Regions from separate parts of the Mus musculus genome. Here region 2 is linked to region 1. A link is a contact called in public HiChIP or PLAC-seq data. All regions are on one chromosome and are shown on one strand. The core of a region is the stretch at or near the end of the contact, and the rest is flanking DNA. Distances in the headings are between cores, read along the strand shown.

The links. HiChIP or PLAC-seq counts read pairs in DNA pulled down with a chosen protein or histone mark.
Region 2: a contact with region 1 is called in an H3K4me3 HiChIP or PLAC-seq map of bone marrow-derived macrophages, with 4 times the contacts expected there. The contact joins the promoter of Hspbap1 here to the enhancer-like site in region 1. A contact is called at or near these places in 4 of 39 promoter capture datasets (cranial neural crest, frontonasal cranial neural crest, hippocampal neurons and 1 more) and 4 of 115 datasets of contacts at active chromatin or transcription factors (astrocytes, bone marrow-derived macrophages, embryonic forebrain and 1 more).

The regions. Positions count from the first base shown.
Region 1 is chr16:35,052,123-35,057,247 of GRCm38.p6, reverse strand. All of the region lies in intron 3 of Hacd2 (3-hydroxyacyl-CoA dehydratase 2), which reads right to left. Among named protein-coding and RNA genes, the nearest start is that of Hacd2, 32 kb to the right of the region's middle. Within about 2 kb of position 2,192, at least 67 of the 459 cell types and tissues checked have an H3K27ac peak or open chromatin away from gene starts, as enhancers often do. A contact at or near this core is called in bone marrow-derived macrophages, where this site is marked.
Region 2 is chr16:35,767,758-35,772,882 of GRCm38.p6, reverse strand. Hspbap1 (Hspb associated protein 1) reads right to left here and starts at 2,497. Exons shown (of 8, transcript NM_175111.3): 1 at 2,344-2,497. The coding sequence starts at 2,407. Slc49a4 (solute carrier family 49 member 4) reads left to right here and starts at 3,513. Exons shown (of 9, transcript NM_153550.4): 1 at 3,513-3,984. The coding sequence starts at 3,642.

The DNA of each region.
Region 1 (5,125 bases), core at 943-3,442:
CAAGAACAAAGATGCAGAGAGGTTGCTCACACATCAAGTGTGTGTTCCTTTTATTTCAGGATTTACCTAGTCAACTGTCACAGAATTAAACAGCAAGTAATTTAAAAAGTTGAAAAAAACAGAATTTCTTTTGGGATGACAGGTGCATGCATGACACAGCACATACATGGAAGTCAGGGACAACTGCGGAAGGCCGTGAGTTTCAGGAACTGGACACAGGTCAGGCTTGGTGGCAAGTGCTTCTACTCACTAAACCATTTTGCTGACCCCAATAATTCTTTTTCTGAAAGATGACTCAACAGATGTTACATGTCTCATTTTGGTCTCTGGACAGTGTTTCCACTTTCACTGGTCTGATCTGGCTTTTGAAACTAAGAATATAAATAGAATGTTTTCTTGACTTCAGACTGCCACAAACTGTCTCATCGGGAATTTCTAAAGTAGAACACTTGCTTTCATGGACAAACCAAGCTGTGTTCAGCTTAAAGATATAATTAAGAAATATTGGACAAGGCCCTCCCAGATAATACACAAAGTTCTAGTTGTTTCATTATTTCCATCATTGATGACTGACTCAAGAGATAGCAATATAAAAGCACCTACCCATACCCCCTTTCTCTGCTGACTGTTCAATCAGCTTCAGCTAGCGGTTCATACTATACATTTTTATTAGAAAAGACTTCCCAAAGACTATCCTCTTTTAAAACAACGGTGCCCTCTAGTGACAACTGTGGGAAAATATTCTAGAAAACTGAATCAGTCCTTGGCGCCTGTCATACAGGCATTAGGGCGTGAATTAGATCCCCAGCAGCCACATGAAAGCTGTGTGTGGAGATGGATGCCTACAGTCTCAACGCTGAGATGGGAGGAGACAGGCAGATTCCTAGGGCTTGTTAAACAGCCAGTGTGGCTGAGCTGGTGAGCTCCAGATTCAGTGAGAGGCCCTGCCTCAAAAAGGTGGAGGGAGGAAGATGTCTGATGTCAGCCTCTGTCCTCTCTATGCATGCATGCACCCTACCCAAAGACATGCACACACTGCCTCAGTTACTTTTCTGCAACAACAATTGTGTACTAACAAAAGCAATTTAAGGAAGTGTTTATTTTGTCTCAGTTCAAGGTACAGTCCACCACAGTAGGAAAGCTAAACAAAAGGAGCAACTGCTTACACTGTCTGTGGTTACGATGAAGAAATCAATGAATGTTGTACATGGCTGGCTCACTCTTCCCTTTTTACACAGTCCAGGAGCCCAGCCAGGGAATGGTACAACCCACAGGGAGTGGGTCTTCCTACTTCAATGAACTTAAGATAATCTCCTATAAGCATGCCCAGATGCCCACTTCCCAGGTGATTCCAGACTGTCTCAAGACTAACCACACATACAGAGAAAAAAAACCATAAAAATAGTGTTGATTTTACCCCATTTCTGCTTTCTTAAATGACTTTCAAAATGCACCAAGAATGGCAGTGACACTACTATGCTCGCAGTGCACTTGCTGACACTCACACGGGCACACTGACACCTCCAGCACATCCTCGCCACTCAGACCACTAACTAACCTTACTTATGACATGGGTGAGGAGGAGGAGAAATTTTTAATACCTTCAAAGATGTTTGCAATCACAAACTCGGGCTTCTCCTTCAAGGGCAGCAGAAGGAAGCTTCTGGGCTCTTTTCACAAAGTAGCCTTCTAAACTGCAAGTGGGCACAGACACCCAGGTTTTACATAGACCTTGGATACTGAATGCTCATGAGGTGCAGGCAGCCTGCACAGCCCTGAGCAGCTGCCTTGGGGTCCTAAAGAGCACACTCTACTTCTCCCCTCTTTCTACGTTGAGGCATGTTTGTGCAAAGCAGGGAACAAGTAGCAGAGCTGGGTGTTCCTGGCAAAGTAGGTGCTAGAGTGCAAAGCTAGAGGTGTGAAGCAGTTTATTCAGAGAACAAGAATGGAAATCTTGTGCAACAGGAGCAGAACATGTAGGTGCCAACACCACTTTTTTTCTTTTGTGGGTCATGGGAGGAAAATATATCAGGAAGCAACAGAATGAACTAGAACAAGGAGGCTAAGCCGGTGTAGTCTGAAGGAAGCAACTGAGTTGGCAAAGGTCTCAGTTCACTTAGTACTATTCTGACAGAGCTATGCAATGCGGATGTGGCCCACCACTGCATTTGAATAAAAGGGGAAGGCAGTACCAGAAAGGGCTAGAAGGCTAGCTCTGGCAACCTACCACCCACATGGCTCTCCATGGTGGAGCCTGGAAAGCCTGAGTCTCACCACAGCAACAGAAAAGTAACTGAGAGGGGGCAGGGGGCAGGGGCAAGGGGTGGGGTGGGGTGGGGTGGGGTGGCGGATGGATGTATGAGTACTGGGATGTGCATATCACGGTACATGTGTGGCAGTCAGAGGACAACTTAAGGAATTGCTTCTCCTCCTGCCCTGGGTTCCAGAGATTGAACTCAAAAGACTTCAGGCTTGCCTGGCAAGTATTTTTATCCACTGAGCCATCTTGTTAGCCCTTAAATTTTTTTTTTTGTTGGCATGTGGGTGTGTGTGCATGTGGCGGGGGTGGGGGGGTGGGGGTGGAGGAGGAGGTAAGATGTCCTGTCTTCCTCTACTGATCTGTCTTATCTGTCTGAGACAGGGTTTTTCTCATTGAGCCTGAAGCTCCCCATTTCAGTAGTCTGGATGGCCACAGAGCTTCCAGGATCCGCCTGACTCTGTTTCCCGAAGCTGAGGTTATAGACATGTACGAATATGCCTGGCTTTCTACATGAGTACAGGGGATTTGAACTTAGATCTTCATACTTTCACAGCAATTGGTCTCCCCTACTGAGCTATCACCCTAACATTTAAATGATCTGACTACTGACTATTATACGGGATTCAGAAAAATATAACACTGTACTATTCTCATATTAATAATAACAGTCATCACTTTACTGAGTAATTTTCAACCTACAGACACTGTTGCATGCTCTGCTCTTGCCCTGTTGACATTCACAATGGCAAGGTCATTAGCTCCTTTTACTCAGACAGAAATGAAGGTGTAGAAGATCTGTATTACTCCCAGAAGCCACAGAGCTCACAAGCACTCCCAGCCTGATTGAGCCAGATTTTTTTTCATTAATTTAGAAGAAGAAGAAGAAGAAGAAGAAAAAAAAACCCAACATTTTAAGGCTGTAAATTTCTAAAAGACTAAGTGCTTGTAGTAAACTCCCAAAATGGCAAGAGAAAATAAACCACTATTCCAAAAATGAACTAACTGCAGTTTTATGAGTTGAAAGAAAGAAAGAAAGAAAGAAAGAAAGAGAGAGAGAGAGAGAGAGAGAGAGAGAGAGAGAGAGAGAAAGAAAGAAAGAAAGAAAGAAAGAAAGAAAGAAAGAAAGAAAGAAAGAAAGAAAGGCAGGCAGGCAGGCAGGCTCTCTTTAGGTAAATGCTAAAACAACTTATTTTATTGTTATCATTAATTATTTAACTGTCCCCAGTTGGTTTTTGCCTGCCCAAAAGAGTTCCTGGCAGCCAATGGCTGGCAGGGAGACAGAGGCGGGACTTTTAGGATCCCCAGAAGGGACTGAGGGGAAAGAAGTGATTCTGCCATAACGAGGATGGAAGATGGACCACACCAGAAAGTTGCAGGAGAGAGATACAGCAGACATGTAGGGACAGGAGGAAATGGGCCCCAGGAGGGCTGCCTGCAGTTGAGGGAAATAGGTGTTTTAGGTTCACACAGTGCAACTTTTACCAAGGTCACTTCAGGAGCGGCTTGGCCCATCTGATGGGCTGCAGCAACTTCGGTGCTGTGAGTTGGCAGAGTCTCCAGGATGAAGAGAGGGCAACAGAGCAGGGAACAGGGCTGATCTCATCTTGGAGGAGCACTTCGAGATTGTGTTATTTACTGGAAAACCTGTTCCTAGTTGTGGTGTGGCTCAGCCCTACCACACACCTTTAATCCAAGAGCTATCTGTTTATTGTAAATAGGACTAAATAAAGTCATCTATATAGGTCAAGAGGCAGAACAAGCACCTATTGACAGGGAGTGAACACAGGAGAACAGTGAAGAATAGGAGGAAGTCGGGAGGACAGATAGACACACAGGAAATAGAAGGGATGGATATTTAGTTTGATGGGTTTTTGAGATGCTGTGGAGAGGGAGAACTTCCTTTTGGGATGTCTGCTGAGAAGACAGGTCAGCAGGTACTTTCTCTGCCTCTCTGAGCAAGCAGGCTTTCACCCCAACAGCTGACTCCCACATCTTTATTGGTAAAATAGAATATTTGAGATTTTTTTTAAAAAACAACCTTTGCATCAAAATATATTACATGGTTGGAGACATACAATATGGAAGGTTAACATCTGTGTTACCTCATTCGTGGTGAGATTAGAGATATGAAATCTAGCACTGGGTCTTGTCAACTGTTCATGGAGAGGAGAGTTAAGACATAACACACAGAGGTAGTGGAGCACAGCAGGAAATGAATGCTGGCTGCTGCTATGCACACTGTGCATCTATGGCCTCAGGAAAACCCACATGGGAGTCTGATGAGATGCTCTGAACTCTTGCACAGGGATGAAAAACAAGACAATCTGAAACACAGTTGGGGAATGGAATTGACAAATGTGAGTGATAGTTTGGGGATAGTGTATGAGAGAAGGAGGTGTCTGTGAGGAACTCTAGGTCTAGCATGGGTGACTGAAAGGCTGTGGCTGGTGGCTCCCCTGACAAAGAGAATTCACAGGCAGAGTGAGTCTGGGGATGTGGGGTCTTGCTGAGGAGCTGGTCCTGGTGTGCATCAAGGAGGGGAGATCTAAGAAGTGTGCAAGTCTAGAGTGTGGGCACAGGTGTGGTTGGGAATTAAGAGGGTGCTATGCATAACTCAAGTACGAGAAGGGAAGACAATGCCCAGAGAACCAGGGCAGGACCTGAGGACACTGACTATGGACATGGAGACAGTGGCACCCATGGAAGAAAGGAAATAGAGAGTGAACTGGAATGCAGCTCAGAGGGGGAAGCACTGGCCATCAAAGTGTCAAGACTGGAGCTAACCTTATACCTACAGGTAAGGTAGATATACCATTACAGAAAGCCACAACCAGTCCAAAGGTAGAGAGGAACTGACTGTGCGTG
Region 2 (5,125 bases), core at 1,248-3,747, 720 kb before region 1:
CTAACCCATGGTATCTTCCTCCCTTCCTGCTCCTCCTCGCGGTCTCTAGCCTAGGAAACCTAAGTCCCGCCTACCTCTCTTCTCCCCAGCTATTGGCTGCAGGCATCTGGGTCTATGTGCTGACTCCATTTAGCCAGCACTTAGTATGAGAATAGAGGCAGCCTTAGGCCAACCCACTGTGCGTGTGTTCTGGCATGGGTGGGTGTTCAAACTCAGGTTGCCAGCCATGCAGGGTAAGCACTTTACCCACTATCTCACTGGCCCCTTCTTCATTTTCTTTGAGAGAAGGTTTATGTCTAGGCTGGCCTCAAACTTGCTATGTGGCCAAAAACGACCTTGAGTTCCTCATCCACTCTCTTATGTTATGGGGTACAGGTATGCAATACCTTACCTGGCTGGGACCCCTTATTCATTCACTCAGCATACTTATTACATGCCTGATACTGTTATGTGCTACTGGACACACAGTGGTAAATGAAATGTCTTATTACTTTCCTAATGCCACGATTACACACACAAAGTCCCAAAGTCTTCTACATTCCCCCAAAACTAGTGTGGTCAGGTCTGTCACAGAAATACCCTTCCCCTAGTACCAACTTCGGTCTTAGTTTTGTAAGGATGCCATTACCAAGGCAACTTATGAAGCAAGAGTTTACCTGATACGGCCTTGTTGAAGGAAGTATGTCACTGTGTAGGCGGGCTTTGAAATCTTCTAGGGTTCAAAGTTCTGCCCAGTGTGGAAGAGAGTCTCCTCCTGACTCTCTTCGGGATCAAGCTGTAGAACTTTCAGCTCCTCCAGCACCATGCCTGCCTAAAGGCTGCCATACTTCCTACCATGATGATAATGGTCTAAACCTTTGAAACTGTAAGCCAGCCCCAAATAAATGTTTCCTTTTATTACAGTTACCTTGGTCGTGGTGTCTCTTCATAGAAATGATAACTCTAAGACAGTTAGCATCCATGATCCATCATGGCAGGGAGCATAGCAATAGTCAGGCAAGCATGAAGTTGTAGCAATAGCTGAAAACTTACATTTTGGTCCACAAGCAGGCAGTGGAGAGCGCTGAGAATGGCACGGGCTTTTGAAACCTCAAAGCCTACTACCCCTAGTGACACACCTCCAGCAAGGCCATTTTCTAATCCTTCCCAGATTTCCACCAACTGGGGACCAAACATTTAAGTAGATGAGCCTATGGGGCCGTTTTTATTCAAACCACCACAGGTTATTTCCACAAAGCGCTTAACATCTAGTAGAATATGCAAGGGTTAGAGATATTTGGAACCTGCAAGATGGGTACAAGTATGATGGAAAGGGAATCGACCAGTCAAGAACGTACGAAACCCACATTTTATGGCTAATTAAAAATGTTTAAGAATGTACAAACAGAAGAGATGCTTAGAGACCTCAACAGACCCAGTGGGCATTTTCTCCAGGCTCCGCCCCACAGTTACCTGGCAACAGCCAGGTGTCTGACTCATGGTAAAAGGGGCTGATTGCCCCTCCTCTTTCTCTTGCTCTCTTGCCCTTGCTCCTTAACCTTTCTCCATTCCCCTCCCCCCTCCACGTGCTCATGGCCGGCCTCTACTCCTCTTCTCTCTCTGCCTTTACTCGCTCAACTCCGCTCCCATACCCTGAAGAAACTCTATTCTCTACTATACCTTTGTGTGGCTGGTCCCTCAAGGGGAAGGGATGCCTCAGCATGGGCCCGCGGAGCGGAGGCACCCCCTTCCCCAACACCTGACTACACATCCACCAAACATATTCTCCTTATTTTTATAAAACACAACAGACCCCAAATTAAATTTTTGTGTAGGTCACGGTTTTTGGAGCTTGGATTTTAGTGGAGGTTCTAAGTCCAATACAAATTATTAAAGAATCTTACGTGTCACTTTTGCTGTTGAATGGTGGATAAGAGAGGCATAAAATAGGATACAGGACACATTATCAGGAAGATAAATTGGTTTTTTAAAAAATGAGAGAATGATTTGGGACAGGAGAGATGGACTGTCAAGTAAAAACCCCTGGTGCACAAGTCTGGCGAACTCCCCAGAGACCTCCATAAAAAGTTATGGTCGCATACACCTGGAATCCCAACAGAGACAAGAGAATTGCCACAAAATTCCCTCAGAGGCCAGCGATCCTGGAGTCCTCAGAGGAACTTCTTACTCCACAGTGGTACTTGTCCCGATAGATCAGAAAACTGATCCGCACGACGTTAAGAAGCCACATGCTCTAAAAAGTCACTTTCTCCCAGGCCTAACACGCCGCGGGCGAGACTTGGGATGGAGCCGCGCCCATCCGCACCGCTCGGAGGCACTTCGGCGTCCCTGGCTCGCACCTACCTTCCTCCCCCACAGTTCTCTCGCCCAGGGTCGGGGGCGCGATGCCCTCGCAGCCTGCTGCCATGGTTATCGCGCCGAGGATGGAGAGAGCGCCAGGTGAGAGGGCTCACCGGGATCTGCGGCTTCCACACAGGAAGGATCCTCCGCCTCTGCCGGAACCGGCGCCGCCGCGGTCACGTGACGGCGCTGGGCGTGGCCACGCCGGTTTGTTTTGCTCTTTGGAAGCTGAAAGGCGGCGAGCACGTGGGCTGGGCTGTGGCTCCTTTCTTCCACCCTTAGCGTCTGCTGTTTCTCTTCCTTCTCTAGTCGGATCCTCCATCTTCGCCTTGGCTTTCTCTCAGTCGGACTCGCGATTTAGGAGACCCCGGGGCTGGCGTGCCTACTCTTCCACCTTGTTGGTTCCCTTGGCATCAGTGCCATTCCAGCTGGTTTTCGTGACTGCCTGGGAATACGAACCCCTTGAAGGCGTTCCCTGTGACTCATTTGCTGAGCCAGATATGTCAGCAAATGACTAGTTTTCAAGGACACAGGCAGCTGTCAGAGTTCTGGATTTGTGCATTTGAACAAATGAATGTCTATGTCTATGTGGTCAAGAGATGCACAATCTCCAGCTTTTGCCGTTTATTTAGTCTGGCTAACATACCAAGAGAGAGATCTAGGTCACTGTCTTCCAACTTTAACACAATCCATATTATTTACCCGTTTGCATGACAAACAAAATGGGTAGAAAAAACTCTTTATATGTATGAAGGAAAATTGGCTAGTTTATAATCTCACTGGATGCGTAAGACACATACAAAACCAAATGGTCTTCATGAAACAATACCCTGAGACCTTCCTAAACTTCAGTATCCTGCCGTCTATAATTTCTGCAGTTAGAAACCCAATAAAAACAAAAGTAAGCCTAATATAGACCCAAGCATTGGGATAAGTGACCCGAGGTCAGCGAGTTGTTTATTAGGCACGTGATGTAAACTTGGGCACTTCCTCCAAGCAACCCGCGAGTGACTGACTCAGCCTACTTCGCTCCAGTCTCCCAGCCGGCCGCGATCTTCTACCCTTTCCACTCGTAGGGTCCCGGGCTTCTCCCCGGGGCATTCCTGGGTTCCCAGCGAGCAGGGTGGACCCCGCCTCGCCTCCTCCCCTCGGGCTCGGGCGGCGCAGGCGCAGCAGACGCGCCCGGGAGGCCGAGGACTAGAGCAGCTCCGGCTCCGGCTCCCGCTCCACCCGCCCAGTCAGCTCCCGGCTGGTCTGCGGCCACCGGGACGCGTCGGGCAGGGCCGGCGGGCGGCGTCGCCATGGGCTCGGGTTGGAGCAGCGAGGAGGAGGAGCGGCAGCCGCTGCTGGGGCCGGGGCTCGGGCCTGCGCCGGGGGCTGCGCGCAGGGGCCGGGAGGCGACGGCCGTGCTGCCTGCGGCGGGCCCGAACCCCGGGAGGGTGTACGGGCGCCGCTGGCTGGTGCTGCTGCTCTTCTCGCTCCTCGCGTTCGCCCAGGGCCTGGTCTGGAACACCTGGGGCCCCATCCAGAACTCGGCGCGCCAGGCCTATGGCTTCTCCGGATGGGACATCGCGCTCCTGGTCCTCTGGGGGCCCATAGGCTTCCTGCCCTGCTTCGCGTTCATGTGGCTGCTGGACAAGAGAGGTAAGGGGTCCGGGACGCCTGCGGGCGTGTCCCTTCTCTGGGAGTTGGCGCCTGCCAGGATCCGGGCCTGCCTGTGTCTCCCTGGGCTTGGTCTAGGGGTTGTGTGAGGTGACCCAGTGTAGCTGGCATCCCATTCCTTACTCGGGAACCCTCTGTCCCCAAAGCGACAAATACGGAGGATGCTTTCCAAGTATTGATGTTTTGTGTTACGCCCTTTATGCCACAATCATCAGATGTAGAAGGCTTTGTATACTGTGGACATCAGAGCCATCCAGTGCACTTGCTATGAATGTCTTTGACACCTGACAAAAGTGACTCATGCTTAAATTTCAAAGAGATTTGGGGTGCTGAGAGCGAAAGATCAGAAGAGACTGGTGATGACCAGATGTAAGAGGGTAATGAGCTGGCGTGGTGACTCCAGCCCTGGATGACTGTTGGGAAACTCGGGTCTGACGCTTGGGTTTCTGGAAGGTAGAACCCCAGGTAAACCGAGAGCTTCCGCCTGGGTGACTTCTCAGTTGCGATTTATTACTCTCAGATAAAGATCGCAGATGCAGGAAGGCTCTCTTTCAGTTAGGGACTCCAGGCTTCTCACTTTGCCAATTGCCAGTGTGATTCTGTGAGATGAGGAAAAGGCCAGAGTGGAAAGAGTCAAGATGTTGAATTATCCCTCCAGAGGATAAATAAAACCCCCAGGAGGCTGCTGTGCACGATTTAGACTTCTTAGGTTATGAGGTCGGATACTGGTCGGAAACTGCTTTGTTTCTGTTCAGTCTTTTACGAGTTTTGATACAATAGATTCTTTGGGTAGTTTTGGGACATTGCCTTAGTCTACTGGCCCATTGACAAACAGCCATAAGCTTATAAAATGAAGGACATTTATTTATAACCCCTCTGGAAACCGGGAAGTCCAAGATGAAGGGCCAAGCAGAATGCTTATCTGGTGAGCATCGTTCATACAATGCTCATTTCTTTGTAATGTCATAAGGGAAGTGGCCAGGGATCTCTCTGGGGTCTCTCTTATGAGGGCAGTAACCCTATCTGTCCAGCCCTTGCCCTCAAAAATTTGTTTCATCCCCAGTCGGCCACCTCTTAGTTCAGTCACTTAGCTGGGAGTAGGATTTCAACATAGGAATCTGGG